Regions from separate parts of the Sus scrofa genome. Here regions 1 and 3 are each linked to region 2. A link is a contact called in public promoter capture Hi-C data. All regions are on one chromosome and are shown on one strand. The core of a region is the stretch at or near the end of the contact, and the rest is flanking DNA. Distances in the headings are between cores, read along the strand shown. Region 1 holds the start of DCAF16 (DDB1- and CUL4-associated factor 16). Region 2 holds the start of TAPT1 (transmembrane anterior posterior transformation protein 1 homolog). Region 3 holds the start of LAP3 (cytosol aminopeptidase).

Evidence for each region. Promoter capture Hi-C pulls out the DNA fragments that hold promoters and counts their contacts.
Region 1: a contact with region 2 is called in a promoter capture Hi-C map of fetal liver, with 3 times the contacts expected there. The contact joins the promoter of DCAF16 here to the promoter of TAPT1 in region 2. A contact is called at or near these places in 1 of 5 promoter capture datasets (fetal liver) and 1 of 47 Hi-C or Micro-C datasets (embryonic fibroblasts).
Region 3: a contact with region 2 is called in a promoter capture Hi-C map of liver, with 4 times the contacts expected there. The contact joins the promoter of LAP3 here to the promoter of TAPT1 in region 2. A contact is called at or near these places in 1 of 5 promoter capture datasets (liver) and 1 of 2 datasets of contacts at active chromatin or transcription factors (alveolar macrophages).

What each region holds. Positions count from the first base shown.
Region 1 is chr8:12,762,502-12,765,886 of Sscrofa11.1, forward strand. It overlaps DCAF16 (DDB1- and CUL4-associated factor 16), which reads right to left and starts at 1,276. Exons shown (of 2, transcript XM_013978553.2): 1 at 1,084-1,276. It overlaps NCAPG (condensin complex subunit 3), which reads left to right. Exons shown (of 22, transcript XM_021101058.1): 2 at 784-1,819; 3 at 2,748-2,951. The coding sequence starts at 1,709.
Region 2 is chr8:11,414,137-11,417,542 of Sscrofa11.1, forward strand. It overlaps TAPT1 (transmembrane anterior posterior transformation protein 1 homolog), which reads right to left and starts at 1,563. Exons shown (of 14, transcript XM_005666539.3): 1 at 1,307-1,563. The coding sequence starts at 1,502.
Region 3 is chr8:12,588,513-12,591,621 of Sscrofa11.1, forward strand. LAP3 (cytosol aminopeptidase) reads left to right here and starts at 1,823. Exons shown (of 13, transcript XM_003356870.5): 1 at 1,823-2,093. The coding sequence starts at 1,992.

The DNA of each region.
Region 1 (3,385 bases), core at 26-2,525, 1.3 Mb after region 2:
AGCAAGAGAATGAATTATGGCATATTCTTATGAGAGAATACTAGAGCAACCTCCCTGTACCTGTTTTTTTAAAAAGGAGAAAGTTACCTTACAGGGATTGTTTCTACTGATTAAATGAGGTAAAGTGCTTAGGATAGTGTCTGGTATATAAGGTGATGAAATAAAATTTTACAGGGATTGTTTCTACTGATTAAATGAGGTAAAGTGCTTAGGATAGTGTCTGGTATATAAGGTGATGAAATAAAATTTTTCTGTGCCTGTTTCGGCCTGCTCCCTCGTCTTGTGTATTTGCCACTAATCAGAAGATGACGTTCTTTCTTAATTGTAAAGCGTCACAATGACCCATGATCCACTAATCACAAGGTACCTGTACATCTGGATTGTGTCAACTTGTCAATAATACCTCATACATAACAGTGCTTACACAGCAGTTCTCAGAGCTTCCTGAAAGTCTCACAGGTGATAATCCTCAGGTTGGCTTAAATAAAATTTTCCATTTCTTTCCCAGGTAAACTATGGATTAACTTTTCCTCAACAAAGGATCCATAAAGTGTTAGTGATATGACAGTATCAATATGAATAAACCTCAAATAACAGATTTTAAAAAATGGCAAGTTGCATATACACCTTAGCACATGAACACATACTTATTACGAGATTTATTCGTCTTTTAATACATAAAAACAGCAAATTCAGGAAATCCATTATTGCTGGGGAGGGAAAGTAATTCAATAGGAAAAGGGTATGCCGGCGGATTTGTCTTTTTTTTTTTTTTTTTTTAAGCTGGCTGCGGGTACTGAGATATTGGTTTCTGCTGGATATAATTCCATTAAAAAACTAAAGGCTTAGTGCCTGCAGGAAGACACTCCAAAGGATTTTACCTTAACCGCTACTCTAAACCTTTTCTCCATTCTGTGGTCTCCTTTGTTGAAAACCTCCTTATGCACCTTAGAGCTTTCCAGGTCTACTCTATATACTCTATCTGAATTAACTGGTGCCTCTCTACGCAGTCGTTCCACAAGGCCGCCTCCGTTCGCAGACCCTCCAACCCACCGCTCGGGGCTTAAAAAGACAGTGGCCCACCTCCATCGGGAGACTTCGGAACGCCCTCAGCCGACCCAGGAATGAGCCCCTTCTCGGGAGAAGCCAGGCCGCTGCCCGGCACTCGAGCACGCCCTAGCTCTCCCTTCCTGACGGATCTCCGCACGAACCCTCCTCCCCTTCGGCGGGAGCAGGGATTCTTCCCCTCTGCAGACTCCCTCTTCTCACCCACGAAGGATCCTTTCTTCTTTCTCGCTTCAACCCTAGCCGTAAGACCCGTCTAGGCCTAGCGCCAAAAGCTCGATTCCAACAGTCTCATTGCCGCAGGGCTAGCCCTCCAGGTGGAAACCACTTCCGGGGGCGCCAACGCCCCCTTCTCTTAGGAACCCCGCTTCCCAATCAGAAAAAAGGGTTAAAAGACCCTAAGCGCATGCGCCCCAACGGCGGCTTGGAAGCCAGTGGATCCCGCTCTCGCCGCTCTACGCCATCTCGCGGTATTTCCTTCTCCCGCGGGAGTTATTTGAATGCTCTGGCGGTAACCACGCCCCCGGCTGTCCGCTGTTGAGACTGGAGGCTGAGGCGTCTTTGTGGAGACCTCCGCGGTGGTCAGTCGAACCGGCTGCGCCGAAACGCTGAACAGACTTCGTTCCTGCTGGGTCCCGGCGCCATGGGGGCGGAGAAGAGGCTGCTGCCGATTAAGGAGGCTTTCCAGCTGGCGCAGCAGCCGCACCAGAACCAGGCGAAGCTGGTGGTGGCGCTGAGCCGCACCTATGGCTCGGTAAGCGCGGCCCCGGGCCCTCCCTGCCCCTCCCCAGCCTTGTCTCTCCCAGGGGCTTCCCGCGACCCTCCCGACTACGCGCACCACGACTCCAACCTCCTTAACCTTTCCGACCCGGTTCGGATAGGTCTGGCCTTTTGCCTGAGGTCTCCCAGCCGCCTCCCTAGCGGCTTCCCGCGCGGACCGTTAATTGTCGGTTGGGGATGAATTTGGAGAAACATTTGTGCTCACTCGGGGGACCGGGCACCTAGTTGTAAGGTCGCGGAGTGGCCCTGAACTTGGCGGTTCAGCGGTGATTGCCCCTGGTCACCGACCTCGTCAAATTACTTTACCTCCCCCCACAGTTGAATTGAATCAACTCACTAATTAGCAAATTAATCATTAGGACGTGGCTCTTCCTAGTCCGGTGAATAACTTTGTTTCGTTTTGAAGGGAGCCTTGAGAAGAATAGGACAGTGAATTTCGCAAAATGAATTATTTTGAGGTCCAAGAAAAATTGTAAGTCAGGAAAATGGGGCTTGAGGATATAAGACTGTGGAAGTTAAATCGAAAGGAAACGCCTGTGTAATATTAAGGTTAAATATATAAATGTAAAAGCCGTTGTTTTTTGGATTGTTCAGGAGGAAGCAGATTTTTACTTAAACCGGTACCAAGGCATCGTATTGAGGATTCCAGGATATTGACAGCAAAAAAAAAAAAAAAAAAAAAATCAGAGGAATCCTTTCACTATCAAAATTCCCGTTTGTTTTCTCCCTGGGAGAAATTTCTCTAGAAAGAAACTGTACAAATTTATTTTCCCTTTGATGGTTTGGATAATTGAGAGATTACTAAATTTATTTTGTTGGAGTTATGGCTAGTGTTTTCAGCGTCTTAGGGTAATGTGAAAAAATTCTTATCTGTGCAGTAAAGGGTTTCTTTTGTCTTTCAGATGGATGACAAAACAGATTTTCATCAGGAGTTTGTTCATTACCTTAAATATGCAATGGTAGTCTATAAACGAGAACCAGCTGTGGAGAGGATAATAGAATTTGCAGCAAAGTTTGTTACTTCATTTCACCAATCAGATATGGAAGATGATGAGGAAGAGGAAGATGGTGGCATTTTAAATTATTTGTTTACTTTTCTATTAAAGGTATATGAAAACTAGAACTTTGGGGGAATGTAGAAAATTTTACTGTTTTTAAAAGGGCAATGGGAGTTTGTATATTTAAGAGAATGAAATATCTGGTAATTGAGAAAATGAGTAAGTCTGCCTTATATAGGAACTGTTAGAACTGTCACTAAGATTAAAAGTTAAGATTTTTTTTTTTGGTCTTTTTGCCATTTCCTTGGGCTGCTCCCACAGCATATGGAGGTTCCCAGGCTAGGGGTCTAATCAGAGCTGCAGCCACCAGCCTCTGCCAGAGCCACAGCAACGCGGGATCTGAGCAGCGTCTGCGACCTACACCACAGCTCACGGCAACGCGGGATCCTTAACCCACTGAGCAGGGACCGGGATCGAACCCGCAACCTCATGGTTCCTAGTCGGATTCGTTAACCACAGCGCCGTGACGGGAACTCCCCCAG
Region 2 (3,406 bases), core at 313-2,812:
AGAGATTTAATACTTGGTCTAACTTGGATCCTGCCAATTCAGAAAGTAAACACTCTCCCAAGCAAGTGTTTAACAGACAACTTAATCAAACAAAGTTGAGAATTTTTAAGTGGTTCATTGAAAAAGACAAAACAAGGCACAGTCTGTACTTAATTTTTCAAAGTTAAAGTCCTCTTCAAAATCTAACCTACTTTGGTTCTGATAATCGGGACCTCACCTGATCAGCCTCAAGGCACTTAAGCACACCCACATTTTCAATACCAAAGTACAACCGTCAGTGCAGGAAACCTTAGGACTTCAACATTTATTTGCATGAACCGCAGGAAACAACGGCTAATACAGCTCCTACGGTGCACCAGATGCAATTTTTTAATGGGAAGAAATTTACTGGCGTTTCAGGTCCGTTGCTGTTCAAAATTCAAAGCTATCCCAGAATTAAAATGCTGTGATAACTCTACAGTCAATGAACCAGACATCTTAAAGTCTTCCCTTTTTATAAGCCTAATATACAACTGCAACATGACTAAAAATGCAACTTTAACATTTCTTCTAAAAGCAAAAATAAACTCCTATAAGCTGAAAGAAATAATATAACAATACGCCTAAAACCGATCATTAGAAGTATGATTCACAAGTGCATCTTACGCAGCCTCCCCCCCCCCCCTTAATTTTTAAAGTGACTTAAGTTTCAGTTTAGGAAAAGTTCACAGGTAACATCTGCAGGAATACGAAATATTTATGTCCTGGGCAAAAGTACTGTACTTCACGGCCATTATCATCACACTGTCAGCTGCGAGGAACACCTGTGTGGAGGGCACGTTAACAGGTCTGTCGTGCTCAAGTTTGCTTAAAACACAGAACAAAAGTCACCTTGGCACGTCGATAATGAAGACATCAGCCGTGAGCGTCTCCGTTTTGTGCTCCCGGAGACGTGCGAGATGCTCGCCAACGTTCTCGAGCACGGGAGAACACCCCAGGCGTTTTGTTGTGTTTTTTAATAAGAGACTTTTTAAAAGCAGTCAAGTGACCCAGGAAGCAACTCCCGGGCCGCAGCCCCAGCTCTCGGACGCACCTGGCCCAGCCTGTGCGGTGGGGGCCCCGGCGCGGCGCGCGGACCCGCCCTGGGAGCTGTCAGCGGCCGCGGAGCCGCGGGACCCGCGGCAGCCGCGGCGGGTCCGCGCGCCCACAGCCCGGCGGCCCCGGAGGCAGCGGCGGCGGCCGCGGAGCTCGCGGCCGGGAGTTCCCCCGGCGCCCCCCGCCGCCCTCCGCGCCCTCGCCGCGGCCTAGCGCCGCCCGCTCGCCTCACCTGCGCGGCTGCGGCGCCGCTCCCGCCGCCGGTCGCTCTCGTAGAAGCCCAGCGTCTCGGTGTGCTGAGGCGCCGGCGGGGGCCCGTGACCGCCGCCGCCCGGCTGCTCCGCCTCGCCCCGGCCGTCCCGCTCCGGGCCGTCCACGCCGCCACCGCCGCCTTCTCCCGGGGCGGCCGCGTCGCCGACGCCCGCCATGTTCCGAGCACAACAAACCGTCCCTACCGCCTCCCGCCAGCCTCCAGCCCGGCCTCCGCCTCCGGCCGGCCCCCTTCCCGCCTCGCCCCGCCCCTCGCCGGAGCCCGGGCCGCCGCCGCTGCCGCTGCCGCTGCCGCCGCCATCCGCGGCCCGCCGGCCGGCGCGCGCCATTGGCGTCAGCGGCGCGTGCGAGGCCGCCGCTGCCGCCGCCGCCGCCACGGCCGCCGCCATCTTCTTCCTGCCCTCGCCGTGACGCGCGATGGCTTCTCGCGCCGCGCCGGGGTCCGCCGCCCGGGACCCCGCGCCGGACTCCATGCCGCCGGGCCGCGCGGCCGGGGAGAGCGAGCGCCTCCGGGGCTCGGGTCGGGGGCCCGGCGGGAGCGGGCCGAGCGTGGCGGCGGCGACGGGCGGAGGGTCGGCCGAGGAGCCTCGGGGCGGCGGCCTCTGCGCCCGCTGCCCGCCGTCTGCGAGGTGGCCGGTCGCTCGCACCGGGCTCCTTTTGCAGGCTCGGTGCCCGGAGTGCGCCGGCGCCGCCCGCCCGGTCTTGGCATCGCTTGCGCGGCCGCGGCGCTGAGGGCCGGGCTCCAGATCCCCGACCCCCGCGAGGCCCGGCCCCATAGGTCCGCTACTTGGGCTCCATGTCCTCTGCATAGTTACGATCGCCCGTCACATTCCCTGGCCTCTGGATTTCCGTTGACAGTTTCCAAAGCACTTGGGCCCGAAGGAGCCCGGGGATGCTGCCCAACAGGTGGGGGCGCGAAGGGGACGCGACGGGCCCAGGGCTCAGCCCGAGGAGCGAGGTGCTTTGGTGCTTTATACGATTTCCGCGCCCGGGAACATACTAAACTGTCTTTCGGCATTAAGGGCATTAAGGTTAGGAGACGGCTCTTGGCCGCCGCCGCGGTGCCCTTGCTCCATCACCTGCCGCAACTGCTTTACTGACGACCGTCTTTTGCAGCTCTGGCGTGTGACTCCGCACCGAGCGCAGTGTGGAGACCACGGCGGCCGCAGGGCTCGTGGGAGTGAAGATGCCAGGGGGTTGGGGAAAGGAGCCGGGCGCTCCATTTAGGGAGACTTTGACAGGTCGACTTCTCGTCTACCAACTTCCCCTGTGCCTCTGGTACCCTTTGATGAGCAGAAGGAAAGCTGGAATTCTTCCCTTAACTTTATGGTGCCTGGGAATTTCCTTAGACCTCAACTTGAGAGCCAGATATAAATGGGTTGGGCAGAGCAAAACTGACCCGGTGTTGTTTCATCAGAAACCTTGAGCGTTCTGTTGTCACTAGCAGGTACCTAACTGGTTGCACACTCCCAGCAAACTCAAAACAGAGCGGGCTGTTTGCGGCACCATGCGGAAGGCAGCCACCTAACAGGCTGAGAGCAGCCTAAGAGGCAGAGACCAGGGCCCAAGATGGACCAAAAAGGCCCCCAGACCGGGAACTGACTTTTGAAAGGAGAAACTGACGCTTTTGGAACATCCTTGTCCCTCTTCGTAGGGTGGAACAGTTCTGAGGATTACTTTTCTAAATATTCCTGTGACTATGAAATCATCTTTTTTGGTTATATTTGGACAAAACTGAGTCTTAATCACTCAAATACAAATGCTCTGGTCAAATCGTCACAATCATCTTGAGAATCAAAAGGCACTGAAAATGTTATGGCCTTTAAGATCCCTTGCAGCTCAATTCTATTATTCTCTGATCTTTTGTAGCATAAAACCCTCGCGTTATTTACTGATTGTCCCGGAGGAAGTAGGATTTTATTGCTTGTTTATGTCAGTTCCCAATTATTTTCTGTCTCACCACATTTATTGGCTTATGGCCCCTGCTTTTAACTCAACAGGAGCTGGAAGGGAAGGCATTTAAAATTGTTTGCTAAGGCAGCCAGTTGTAGGAATGGATTTC
Region 3 (3,109 bases), core at 573-3,072, 1.2 Mb after region 2:
GGCTTCCAAGATGCCTGGGGGAGACAGACAAGGAGAATATAGGTGAACAGCACCATGAGACAGGCTGCTTTGGGAGCAAAGGGAGGGCACAGGACCCAAATGTGGATTGCCAGTGAAGGTTCCCTGGTGGACATGGCGCCAAACCAAAGTCTTGGTCAAGGAAAGAAGGGGACAGAAGGAACTGAAGCCTATTCACTTATAACTGTGTGAAACAGTGTCCATTTTTATCTCTTTACAGTCATGATATACCTTGTCTCTACTAAAAAATGCCTTGAGGCCAGAGACACTTTTATTATTTATTTATTTATTTATTTTTTGCTTTTTAGGGCTGCACCCATAGCACATGGAAGTTCCCAGGCTGGGGATCGAATCAGAGATGCAGCTGCCAGCCTACACCACGGTCACAGCAACGCAGGATCCGAGCTGCACCTGCGACCTACAGCACAGCTCATGGCAATGCTGGATCCTTAACCCACTGAACAAGGCCAGGGATTGAACCCACAACCTCATGGTTCCTTGTTGGATTAGTTTCTGCTGTGCCACGATGGGAATTCTGAGGCCAGGGATACTTTAAATTCTGTTGTACCCCATACTTTCGAACAGAAAACATAGTAAACACTTTATATAAACTTAGGGGTTGTGGATGACAAAATCTTGCATTCCAAAGCAGTCAATCATAACCAACAAAGATTTGCTGTATAGCACAAGGAACTGTATTCAAAATTTTACGTGTGTGTGTGTGTTTGTGTGTGTGTGACTGGATTACTTTGCGGTACACCTGAAACACAACATTGTTAATCAACTTTGCATGAATTTTTAAAAAAAGAATGGACAGTCATATCTCTGTTGTGTCTAGCCCTTAGACAGTGAAATAGACATTCTCTCCAACCTCCCTCCCCAGACCAGGAAGGTACACACTTCAGTTGGTGGACCTCGTCCACCCCGCGCCCCGAGCTAAAAGCAAAGACCCAGCTAAAACCGGGATCAGACACTGGTGTAACATTTCATATCCTTCTTTGTGCTTCATTATGTTCTAGGAGTTCCATTCAACCGTGTTGTTGTTTTTACAATAAAAAATGTAAAACTCCTTTTACAAATACATTTTTAAACATTCAGCTCTACCGGCAAAGCTTCTCAATTCAAAAACAGTATTTGGGTTAACTGTCTTACAATGTTGAACCCCTGCACCAAATGGAAGTTCAAAAAAAGAGACAGTAGGAGTTCCCGTGGTGGCACAGTGGTTAAGGAATCTGACTAGGAACCATGAGGTTGCAGGTTCGATCCCTGGCCTTGCTCAGTGGGTTAAGGATCCGGCGTTGCCGTGAGCTGTGGTGTAGGTTGTAGACGCGGCTCGGATCCCGAGTTGCTGTGGCTCTGGCGTAGGCCGGTGGGTACAGCTCCGATTGGACCCTAGCCTGGGAACCTCCACATGCCGCGAGAGCGGCCCAAGAAATGGCAAAAACCAAAAAACCAACAAACAAAAAGAGACAGTAACAAAAATAACTCAGCGAGAGGGTCTTCCTTACTCAAACCTCTGCAATAAGTCTGCTTGCGACCTCCACCTCCCGGCAGCAGCGCCTCCACCCCCACCCCTCCAGGTGCCGCACAACCGCGACTCCGCCCCTCTCTAGTGCGCTCCTCCGAGAGCCCCGCCCCTTCGCCTCCGTCCGCAAGTGCAAGCGGCGGCGGCCGCCGAAGTTTCACAGCTTTCCCAGAACCGCCCTGTTCAGCGCCGCCGCCCGCCCCGCCCCCTGGGCACCCGCCCCGCCTCCCAAGCGCAAGAACGCTCCGCTGTGCTGGAGCCCGCCCTCCCCCTCACCGACGGAGAGCCAATCGCCCCGCCCCTGGCTCAAGCCTGGCACGCCCCCGGCACCTGCCCCGCCCCCGAGGCGCGCGCCCGCGGCCCCCGAAAGCGGGGCTCCTAGGAGCGCGCCCGCTCTCCATGCGCCACGTGCTCGTTGGAGGGCGGTGCGGGGGGCCGAGCCGAAAAGATGTTCTTGCTGCCTCTTCCGGCTGCTGCGCGAGTCGCCGTCCGACAGCTGAGCGTGAGGCGTTTCTGGGGACCCGGTCCAGACGCTGCAAACATGACGAAGGTGAGAGGCCGCGGTTCTCCCTCGGGACGCGGCGAGAGCCCTGCCGGCGGGCGACCGGGACTCCGGGGCGGGTCAAGGCCGCGGTGTCCGGTCTTCTGAGCCAAGTTGCAAACATTGGCTAAAAAGAAAAGTTCCCTGCCGTTTCCAGTTTCCAATCTCGGCTTTGGCAGCAGGCTGCGGAGGGCTGCCGATCCCTCCAGCATTCGCCAGTCGGCTTTGTAGCGAGGATGGGCTTGGAAGTGCTAGGACCAGAACTCTGCGCGGGAGGAAAATTTTAGCCGTAGCTACCGTTTCCCCTTATTTCATTATTTCGTTTAGTCTCAGTAACCCAGAGAAGGATGTTGCCAGGATCGTTCCCACCTTAGCTAGGAGGATGCTCAGGTTTGGTGAGGTGAAATGTTCTCTGGGGTTTCAGAGTCCCCGGGCTCCACACCAAGACCTCCCTCCCTCGCTGCAGTTGAAGGCTAGGAAAACACAGGTCCTTCGGGAGTAAACTGCCTGGAAGGTTTCTAGAGAAAAACAACGTCTCTTTAGAAAAAAGGAGAGACCCTTTATCTTGCTAAAATTAAAAGGAGAGTGCCCTAGGAGCTACCCGGTGACTTAATGGGTTAAGGACCCTGCTTTGTCACTGCTGCTGCGGAGGCTCCAGTCCGTGAGGGTCAGTTCTTGGCTAAGGAACTTCCGCATACCCCGGGCGCGCCAAAAAAAAAAAAAAAAAAAAAAGGAGAGATAGAGTGTCCTGCAGATTGCCTTCTCCACCTGAAATTGAGCTCCAGAGCACTGTGAAGAAGGTTACTCCCTGGCCTTGGGGGAGCTGAAAAATAGGAATGGCTGGGGGCATGGGGAGCACAGGCGTGGGAGTTAGGCTTGAGGACCAGAAGGGCTGTCCCTGGCAAGGAATGTTCTGGGTGGGACTTGAGTTCAGCCTCCCTGGAATCACAGATGGTGTCGGGACCAGATGCCTGTCCCCTGCTCTTTCTGAAACGGTGGGACTCCATCCTACTCAGGTAACATCT